Regions from separate parts of the Oryctolagus cuniculus genome. Here regions 2 and 3 are each linked to region 1. The links are chromatin contacts, called in public Hi-C maps. All regions are on one chromosome and are shown on one strand. Each heading gives the region's core, a stretch centred on a gene start, on an enhancer-like site or on the middle of the called end of the contact. The rest is flanking DNA. Distances are from core to core; before and after follow the strand shown. Region 1 overlaps LOC127493409 (a long non-coding RNA gene). Region 2 holds the start of DDX20 (DEAD-box helicase 20). Region 3 holds the start of LOC100351336 (large ribosomal subunit protein uL6-like).

Region 1 (3,068 bases), core at 163-2,662:
CCAGCACCACCCTACCAAGAGCAGGTGTGGGGGGGGGGGGGTGCAGCCGGGACACACACACACACACACACACTCTACTGCCTCCTTCCCGTCCTGTTCAAGGAAGTCTTGCTCTCCCTAAGGTCAGGAGCCATGCTGGGGACTTCCCCAGGCTTCTGGGCTCTCTCTGGGCCTGGCACCAGGCTGGCACAACATCCAAGCTTCCATTCACCTTCCAGTTGCCCTGTCACAGGTTCTGCCTGACCCCGGGTGCAGCACTGTGACACAGCCAGTCCTTGTCATCGCAGCTACTGCCTGTGGGGAAAGAAACCCCCGTCCAGCAAGGTTAAGTATCTTGCCCCAGCTTGCCCTGCCCGTGAGAGTCGTGCGGGCCGTTCCCTGCAGCAGTCACACGCCCAGCTGCCGCGTTCCATCGCCCAGAGCAGCCCATTTAATCCGTTACAATGGGAGAACTGCCTTTCGCTTGCTCATTTCTGCAGATGACTAAGAGAGCCTGGGACTTGAGAATCCTGAATGCAGCAGAAAGACAGCCCAGGGGGCCAGCTCTTCCCTACAAAGGGAATCTTTAGAGCCAAACCTACTTCTTGACCCAGACCCTAACCTGGAAAGGATACTGCCTGTGTCAGAACCCAGCCTGGGGTCCCGCTGAGCCCTTGGAGAGGAGGCGCCAGTTTCCTAAACTTTGGCCTACCCATGCTCAGCTCTGCTCCTTTGACCATGGACATCACCAGCTGAGAGCGGTAGCCCGAGAGAAAGCTAAGCATCTGAGAAGCCAGAGGGTTGGTGTTCCAGCAGTCCCTGCGAGGAGTCCCCTGGGCGCGCAGGGCGCCAGCGGTGAGAGGCACCTGGATGCCTGCCCTGGCACCCCGAAGTGGAGGAAGCCAGAGGCGGCAGAGGAGGGCCCCGAGGCGGCTTTTCGCGCGTTGGCTGTGGCTGTCGGCTCCTGTCCCCCCCTCTCCGCCGCGGCGCGGGGAGGGCGGCTGTCGCTGTGATTCACCCGCGACACAATTTGAGGATGCTGGCGGTGCAGCCGGCCGGACACGCTCCTCCGGAACTGCGCCAGCCGCGGACGACGCCCAGCAGACCGCAGAGGCCCGCGCAGCCCCGGCCCACAGAGGGGCCGCTCCCCGGCGGCGGCTGGCGGCAGCGGCTCGGCGGCGACGCCACCGCGGCGTTCCTGCCAGGTAACACAGACGCTGCAGGTCGGGTCACAGGATTCCTGCCGGGTGACAGATCTGCAGCCCCGCTCGCCCGGAGGCCAGCACCGTGGGCCTGGCCCAGGGCCCCGGGAGATCCACGGGGTTTGCACCTGCCTTCCAGGACTGTGGCCTTGGCTCCCTGGCCCTGCAGACCGCACCTCTCTCTCTCTGCTGGAGTTGCCTAAGCAGGAAGCTGCTCCGGGCGCATTGGAGAGAGGGGAGCTGGGCGGCCAGCCAAAGGAAGTCACAAAGAGCAGCTTAAAAATAACCCCTCCGGGCCAGCCGTGAGGAAGGAGGAGCTCTTGGAGGAGCCAACTTGGGTCGGTGAGGGCCCAGGGCCATATCAGAAAGGCCCGGAACGCAAACCGGCAGGGGTTGCTCTCGGAGCCCACCCCAGGCCCTTATCTGCCTCCCAGGCCGCTGCCAAACTTGTCCTCCTCAGAGACTTCCGGCCCCGCCGGCATCTGTTTCCTCCCCTATATTTAAACCACCAGGTTAGTGAACTACGAGGGCCAGGGAAGCACAGAGCCTCCCGCAGCGCACACACTGGGCACAAGATGAGGCCGGGGCTGTGGCCTGCTCTCTGCCCCTCTCTCTCCTCAGCCCTGCTGGGTGAGCGCGCCTCAGACCCACGATCCTGTGCTGGGAGCAGCAAAGCGGAAGTGTGCGGACGCCCCTGGCCACGGGCAGCTGGGTGGTCAGCCCCGGGGCTGGGGGATGCCTCGCCACACCGGATGTGGGGAGGAGAAGCCGCAAGAAAGGACACCTGCTTCCCGGCCTGGGCCAGAGCCCTCCTGGGTGCAGACTCTCCCCACAGCTCCACCTGGGACGTACCTAGGCCTCTTAGCTTTTTAGGCTCCATTCCACCCTTACCTAAACAGAGCTGTTTGAAGAAAGGCAGCGTGGCTACCTTAGAACTTTCAGTTCTGCCGGTCCCTCAGCCCTGGTATTGGTGGTTCCTACCCGCCTCCCTGTCTCTGCCTTCCTACCCCACACATACACACGACGTAGCCTCATGAAACATGTGATGGGAGGACAGATGCCTAAGAATCTTCTAGAAGACCCCTCCTCGTGGAAGCAAGCACCCACAGGGCAGTCTGACAGCGCACGGTTCCCCTCCTAGTCTGGGAGGCGTAGACATGGCCGAGCAGCCCTCTGTCCCACTGCCTGTGGGCAGCTGTGGCCGCGGAGGGGGGAGTGCTCTACGGTTAGCCGTGGCTGTCACAGTTGCTGTCAACTGCGTCCTGCTCCCCTGGGCTCCTCTCCACATAACCCAGGCCATTTGTCCCCGCCAGAGACAGAAGCTTGGCTTTAAAACTGTCTTCCTTCCTCACACATAGAAAGCTTCGGCTCGTCGAATGTTTTCTGTAATTTCTATTCTGGGAATTTACCCGGAGTAGAGCATTTCTGAATTTCAGCCCACAGAAACACAGGCTGGAGTCACACCAGGCTTCAGACCCCCAGCCCTGCCACTTACGCTGCCTGAGCTGGAGCAAGTGACCTTAATTGTTCTGAGCCTATTTCTGCACCTGCAAAATGAGGCTGAAGTGGGTTAACGGACGCTACCTTACGACATCGTCAGGATTTAGTGAGATGGCATTCATAAACACCTGGCCCCTGCTCGGGCAGCTCATCGCAGGTTCTTAGTGGGCTGACGCACTTTCTATTGCTGTGTGAATTACCTGTTTCTGTTTGTGTTCCCCTTCAGAACCTCTTTTTTTTTTTTTTTAAGATTTATTTATTTATTTGAAAGTGGAGCAGCTGGGTCTCGAACTGGCGCTGATATGGGATGCCGGCACTTCAGGCCAGGGCTTTAACCCACTGAGCCACAGTGCCGGCCCCCAGAGCCTCTTATTAAAACCAGCACCC
Region 2 (3,068 bases), core at 302-2,801, 240 kb after region 1:
GGAGCAGGAAGGATGGAGGATGCAGCCAGGAGCAAGTCCTCGCTACGATTATGTCAGTGAAATAGCAGAGGGGGTTACCGAGAGGAAGCCGGGGACCCACGGAGCCAGCTCCCCATCCGTCTCCTTAACTTTATGGGGACAGTCGACATTTTCTGAATATTTTGTGAACTGCTAAGCAAAACACGTCTTCAGGACCCCCTTTCCATGGAATTATCATGCCAGAGCCCCTCTTACATCATTTGGAACCCAGCCCACCCCTGTGGTTGGTTGTGTGTGTGTGTATTTGAGAGAGAGAGAGAAGGGGGTGGGAGACAATGACCAGGATTATAATCTAAGAACAAAGTTTTGGGTGGATGCAATTGTGAATATGATTAGGTTCCAGAAAAATCTTTATAGTTTATTCATTTATTTGAGATGCTGAGCTACAGGCAGAGAGAGGAAGAGACACAGAGATCTTCCATCTGCTGGTTCACTCCCCAAATGCCCTCAACAGCTGGAGCTCTGCCAAAATCTAAGGCAGGAGCCAGGATATTTCTCTGGGTCTCTAGAAATATATATTTTTTTTGACAGGCAGAGTTAGACAGTGAGTGAGACAGAGAGAAAGGTTTTCCTTCCATTGGTTCACCCCTCAAATGGCTGCTATGGCTGGCGCGCTGTGTCGATCTGAAGCCAGGAGCCAGGTGCTTCCTCCTGGTCTCCCATGCGGGTGCAGGGCCCAAGCACTTGGGCCATCCTCCACTGCACTCCCTGGCCACAGCAGAGAGCTGGACTGGAAGAGGGGCAACCGGGACAGAATCTGGCACCCCGACCGGGACTAGAACCCGGTGTGCCGGCACCGCAGGCGGAGGATTAGCCTAGTGAGCTGCAGCGCGGGCCTAGAAATATTTAAATTTGGAATTTTGACTAAGGCTTTGTTCTAGCAGCTCATTCGATGCCTATTAGCATTCAGTATGTCGCATCCTGCTATTCCCACGAGGGATATGGCGGAGGGCAAGGTGGAACAGATCAGAGACCCACACCAAGCACATACAACGTCAGGCAGTTCTAAGTGGGCAGAAAAATCAAGCAGAACAAGGCTTTAGAGAGCAGTGGGAAAGGCCAGGGAGCAGGCAGGACGGGGGAGCTCTCTCTGCGAGTTCAAGAAGGACCTCTTGGAAAACGCGGTAGTTGGAGCAGGTGTTCGGCCTGGGTGCGCGTCCGGGCTCTGCGTCCCACGTAGCTCCCTGCTAACGGGCACCCTGGGAGGCAGCAGGGGGTGGCTCACACTCACGAGCCCTTGCCACCCACGTGGGACACACGGCTGGGGCCTCGGGCTCCTGGCTTCCAAAAGACCGGCCCGGCCGGGGCGGGTGCGGGGCATTTGGGGAGTGAACCAGCGGATGGAAGATCTGTTTCCGTCTCTATGCCTTTGAAGTGAAAGCCACAATGAAAATAAGCAGCTACAGGAAGGAAAAGCGGTAAAGACCGCCCCACGCCGCGCGGAGAGACGGCGGGCTGGGATGCGGAGGGCGGCGCGCGCGGCAGCGAGGCTGGGGGGCTGGCGCCGGCAGTGACGCCTCGGGCGCATCACAAAGAGCCTGCGGAGGCCGCGCCGCCACCGTCCGCCAGAGGGCGGGAGGCGGGCGCCGCCCGCTTCGTGGGCACGCGGCGCCCTCTGCAGGCCGCAGGCGGCCATACATTGGTAGCCTCCTTCCCCTTCCCGCCTTCCGCGGGTCACTTTTTTTTTTTTTTTTTTTGGTGGTTGTGTTCGGTGTCCTCGCGGGAAGGCTGCCAATAAAGTTTTTTCTCTTCTCGCTTCCAGGAACCCCGCCTCGCTCCAAGTACCGCGAGATCTGACGGCGCGGCAGCCATGGCGGCGGCGTTTGAAGCCGCGGCGGCTTCGGCCACCGCAGAGACCGTTATGCCGGCGGCGGTGGAGCCCGTGGCCGCGCCGGCCTCAGCCCCGGAGCCGAGTCCTGGGCCCGTGCGGAGCCTGCGGACTGCTCACGACATCGGCGGCCCGCGGACCCGCACGGGGGACGTGCTGTTGGCCGAGCCGGCGGACTTCGAGTCGCTGCTGCTGTCGCGGCCCGTGCTGGAGGGGCTGCGGGCGGCGGGCTTCGAGAGACCCTCGCCCGTGCAGCTCAAGGCCATCCCGCTGGGGCGCTGCGGGCTCGGTGAGGGTGGGCGCCCGGGAGAGGCGGGCGGGGCCGGGGAGGGGGTCGAGACGCGGCGGCGGCGGTCCCGATCGGCAGCCGGTCTCCCTTTTGTAAAGCTCAGGCGCACAGCGCTGGCGGGCGGCCTGCTTGAGGTCGGCGGTGAAGGTCCGGGGAGCAGATGTGTTTCTGGACAACGGCCTCGTGCGTTTCCGCGAGTCGGCCCGCACCGAGGGTGCCGCCACGTTAGACCCTTGCCGCCGGGATTCCTCCCGGGGACGGGAAGCTGCGTCAGGCTGTACCGGCTGCTGCTAATGTCTTTCCGTTCTTTGTCAGATTTAATTGTTCAGGCTAAGTCTGGCACTGGGAAAACCTGTGTGTTCTCCACCATTGCTTTGGACTCGCTGATTCTTGAAAACTTAAGCACCCAGGTGAGTTCGGTTCAGAGGACGGGAAGAGGGCGTTGATCGCAGGCCAGATGTAACGCCAGTGGATCCGACGAATGGTTGAGCTACTCCACGCGAAAGGCCTGTGGGTAACTTGCACAACGTTAGCGACTGAGGATGGGGGATTAGTATTCGAAGTCTGGAATTTTCAGTTATTACAGAAGAAAGCCATTACAAGCATCGCGCTGCCATTACTTGAGAATATCTTTTACCTGCTGTCTAGATTGTGGTGCGACAGCCTCTGGCTTGATTCAGGGTGATGGGTGCTGTGACTGCAGGGGGCTCCTAAAGCCCTGTGAAAATCTCTTCTTGATCGCCCATCTTCTAAGTTGTCTGGAAATATTTGTAAGATTGCCTTACCCAAATTAGCAGGAGATTGGGTATGGGGAATCCTTGCTTGCTTTTTAAAAAATTGTGTTTAAGTTGTACAAGTATCATGTATTTCATATTTACAGATTTAGGAACATAGTGACACCCCCCCCCCCGC
Region 3 (3,068 bases), core at 400-2,899, 190 kb after region 1:
TTCTGGGCTTGAGACACTGAACAGGCAACACCTGGCCTCATCCGAACCCTTCGGATGTACTTTTCACCCAAGAAATTTCTAATTTCAACAAGAGACCCATTCTCTTGAATAACCACGTTGATGGGGAAGTGAGCATACACTGACCTCATCTTGTATCGGAAGCCCAGTGTAACCCCCTTGATCATATTCTGTACGTGACTACAGATCGTGCGAACAGTTGCCAGTTCCTTTCTATTTCCCCACCATTTGTCAACCCGGAGCCTCTTCTTTTTCTTTCCCAGGAGACTGAGTTCCACATTGATGTGGTTGAAGTCCTTCCGCAGGGTTCCTCTGGGCCCCTTCACAATGACTGTGCGCCCCTTCAGACTGATGTCGACATTTTCTGGGATGTCGACCGTCTGATTGCTGAGAATGGTCTTCATTCTCGCAGTAGATGCGGCAAAGAGAGCAGCTGGATTTTTTAAAATTTAATTTTGCTTTGGAAATTTTGTCTAAATTAAAAATAACATTTTTGCCAAGATGAAATATATAATTCATGTTTACCTCAGTTTTGAACAGCAAAGAATTTTCTTTTCGGTTGTACAAATTAGGATATACAGTTTCAGCTGTTTTTGTGTCTTCTCTCCAATTATTAATGAGAGCATATACATATGCTCATGACCTTGACTTAGTAATATTGTTGGTGGAAGGGCTTTACACCATTGACTCATAACCAACTGTGACCTAATGAGTACTTTTCTTCCTTTCCATGACTAAGAAAGTTGTTTTCATAGGCAATTATTTGCAAGTCACTGAGCCCTAGTTATGTTAATCCCTCTATCCTGTATGATAAACTAAAAAAGATGGATTTGAAGATGTCTGATGGGTTTAGTCTAATTTGTGACAATTGCCCATTCCACCAGGTCTCTCCTAAATTCTTTCCTTTGTATAGTGTTCATCACCTTACAAACAAATGACTTTGTTTTCTTGACACCCTTTTACTAAGAAAGTTAATAAACTTTGTTTTGGCTGCCTATTTTACTGGAAATAGGAAGTCATAACTACATGTAGCTGAGCATCTGTGATACGGAGTAAAAAAGGAATACATAACTGCTTTCTGGCTTTATTTTTATTGTTCATCTTTTTTAACTCCTCAATTATAGACAGGTCTTCAAATCTACGTCTAGAATAGATGTTAAATGTAGATAGATATAGGACCTGTTTCTATGTTGGTCTTGGCATTGCTTGAGCGTTTGTTTTGTCTGTGAGATGAAGCACTTAAGTCAGGTCCAATGAACACATTCTCTGTATTGCAAGAAGTTTCTTTCCTTTTCAGAGTTTTCTACTTGGTATTCATCTATCACAAATAGTCAGCATGAGAATTTGGGGATTATATTCCTAAAATAATTTAGCATATGACTGCGATAGGATCTCTTCCATGTTTTTTGATATTTACCCTTTCCCCCCAACATACATATATATAATTACTACAATACAATATATATATATGCATACATACACACACAACACCTTTTTATGAGGGTACTTGGCAAACCTAATAATCCTAATAAATTTCAGTTAGTGGCAGATAATTGGTTATTTGTAAGAAGAGAGCAAGTAATAAGTATTTCATTGCTCATTTTATGTTTCTTCTTTCCCATAGGTTCCAATGATTTTGGTTGGCAATAAATGTGACCTGGAAGATGAGCGAGTAGTTGGCAAGGAACAGGGCCAGAATTTAGCAAGACAATGGTGTAACTGTGCCTTTTTAGAATCTTCTGCAAAGTCAAAGATCAATGTTAATGAGGTAACCTACAGCTGCTGGGCAGCACAAATAAGTGCCTTTTTATTTTCCTTGGCTTTAATTAACACCTAAAAATTTTTTAAGAAAACGTTTTGTTCTTCTAAGCAATTGTGTTTCTGTCACTTTGTACAAAACACTAATTATTTCTAGAAACCTTATTCTTAAACTTGCATAGGATCATTTTGATGGCTATAATGAGGACACTTCAATTTTTTTGTCAAGAAAGTTAAAGAATTTGTATAAAATCCTGATAAGCCTCTAAATGATTTGCCAGAAGGTGGTGTTTCAGAACTGTCATATCACCCTGTATTGTAGTAATTATCTGTCTAGATGCATGTAAATGGGTTCTAAAGTCAAGTAAAGAAACACAGCAAGCAAAGTAGTTTATTATAAGAAGTTTTTGTTGCACAAAATGATGTTGCTACCTTTGGAATCACAAGATTTGGTGTTCTGAATCTTGCCGTGCCTTTGGTGCGTGATGCAAAGAAAAGGAATTTGTGAGAGTGTGGACATGTAACTGGAATCCACTCAGACCATTAGAGCTGATAGAGCAGCTGCATAAACTCTGTGTGTGTCCGTGTGTCTGTGTGTATCCATCCGTCCCTGAGTTAAACACTCCACTATCTTGACAGCGTAGCTATAGACAGAAATGCTTAGCAAGTAAGCTGCACGTCTGGGTGTAAACGGCCTGTTTTCTGGGGTCCTAAAATTTAGTGCAGTTCTTAACTGCCCCCATCAATCAAGGGTCCTTTTCCTTTTGTTAACTTTACTGTGCACCTTGTTTAAAAACAAAACAGACTGGGTTTTTTCTTTCCTTTTCTGTTGCCTGTGTGCTTGTCATTTGTGGCATCATTAGAATGGGCCAGAGTTCATATTATTTAGGGCACAGGTGAGAGAAGAGCAGATTTGGTTATCAGAGTTCTGTGATTTTCTTGCTGTCCTCTCTGATCTGTGATTTTGTAGATCCCTTTTCCTTCATTGATAATTGTAGACTATTACCTGACTTTTAAAATGGCCAGGTTACCTTAGGTGCCTGATAGAAAACACTTAAACATGCTAGATACAAATCATATGTTTTACAAAACCATTTTTAAAAACTACATAAAAATAAGAAATTAACAGATTTAACTTCTTCAGGAAATACTTACTGAGTACATACTATGCATATGGTACTGTATTAGACACCCAGGTAACAGGTGATATTCATCCGGACAGATACGCCCCTGCCCCCAGGAGGTTTACATCCTAATAGGGAGAACGAGACCTGCCACTGCCAAGCAGATGA

The links. A called contact is a pair of places that touch in the nucleus more often than the background predicts.
Region 2: a contact with region 1 is called in a Hi-C map of skin fibroblasts, with 4 times the contacts expected there. The contact joins the promoter of DDX20 here to the enhancer-like site in region 1. A contact is called at or near these places in 3 of 6 Hi-C or Micro-C datasets (ear pinna, psoas muscle and skin fibroblasts).
Region 3: a contact with region 1 is called in a Hi-C map of embryonic fibroblasts, with 4 times the contacts expected there. The contact joins the promoter of LOC100351336 here to the enhancer-like site in region 1. A contact is called at or near these places in 4 of 6 Hi-C or Micro-C datasets (ear pinna, embryonic fibroblasts, psoas muscle and 1 more).

Annotation. Positions count from the first base shown.
Region 1 is chr7:58,861,590-58,864,657 of mOryCun1.1, reverse strand. All of the region lies in intron 2 of LOC127493409 (a long non-coding RNA gene), which reads right to left. Among named protein-coding and RNA genes, the nearest start is that of ADORA3, 14 kb to the left of the region's middle. Within about 2 kb of position 1,412, at least 5 of the 8 cell types and tissues checked have an H3K27ac peak or open chromatin away from gene starts, as enhancers often do. A contact at or near this core is called in ear pinna, where this site is marked.
Region 2 is chr7:58,618,341-58,621,408 of mOryCun1.1, reverse strand. It overlaps DDX20 (DEAD-box helicase 20), which reads left to right and starts at 1,551. Exons shown (of 12, transcript XM_051856157.2): 1 at 1,551-1,681; 2 at 1,802-2,156; 3 at 2,472-2,566. The coding sequence starts at 1,850.
Region 3 is chr7:58,669,917-58,672,984 of mOryCun1.1, reverse strand. LOC100351336 (large ribosomal subunit protein uL6-like) reads right to left here and starts at 1,649. Exons shown (of 1, transcript XM_051856159.2): 1 at 1-1,649. The coding sequence starts at 422. RAP1A (RAP1A, member of RAS oncogene family) reads left to right here. Exons shown (of 8, transcript XM_002715775.5): 6 at 1,643-1,786.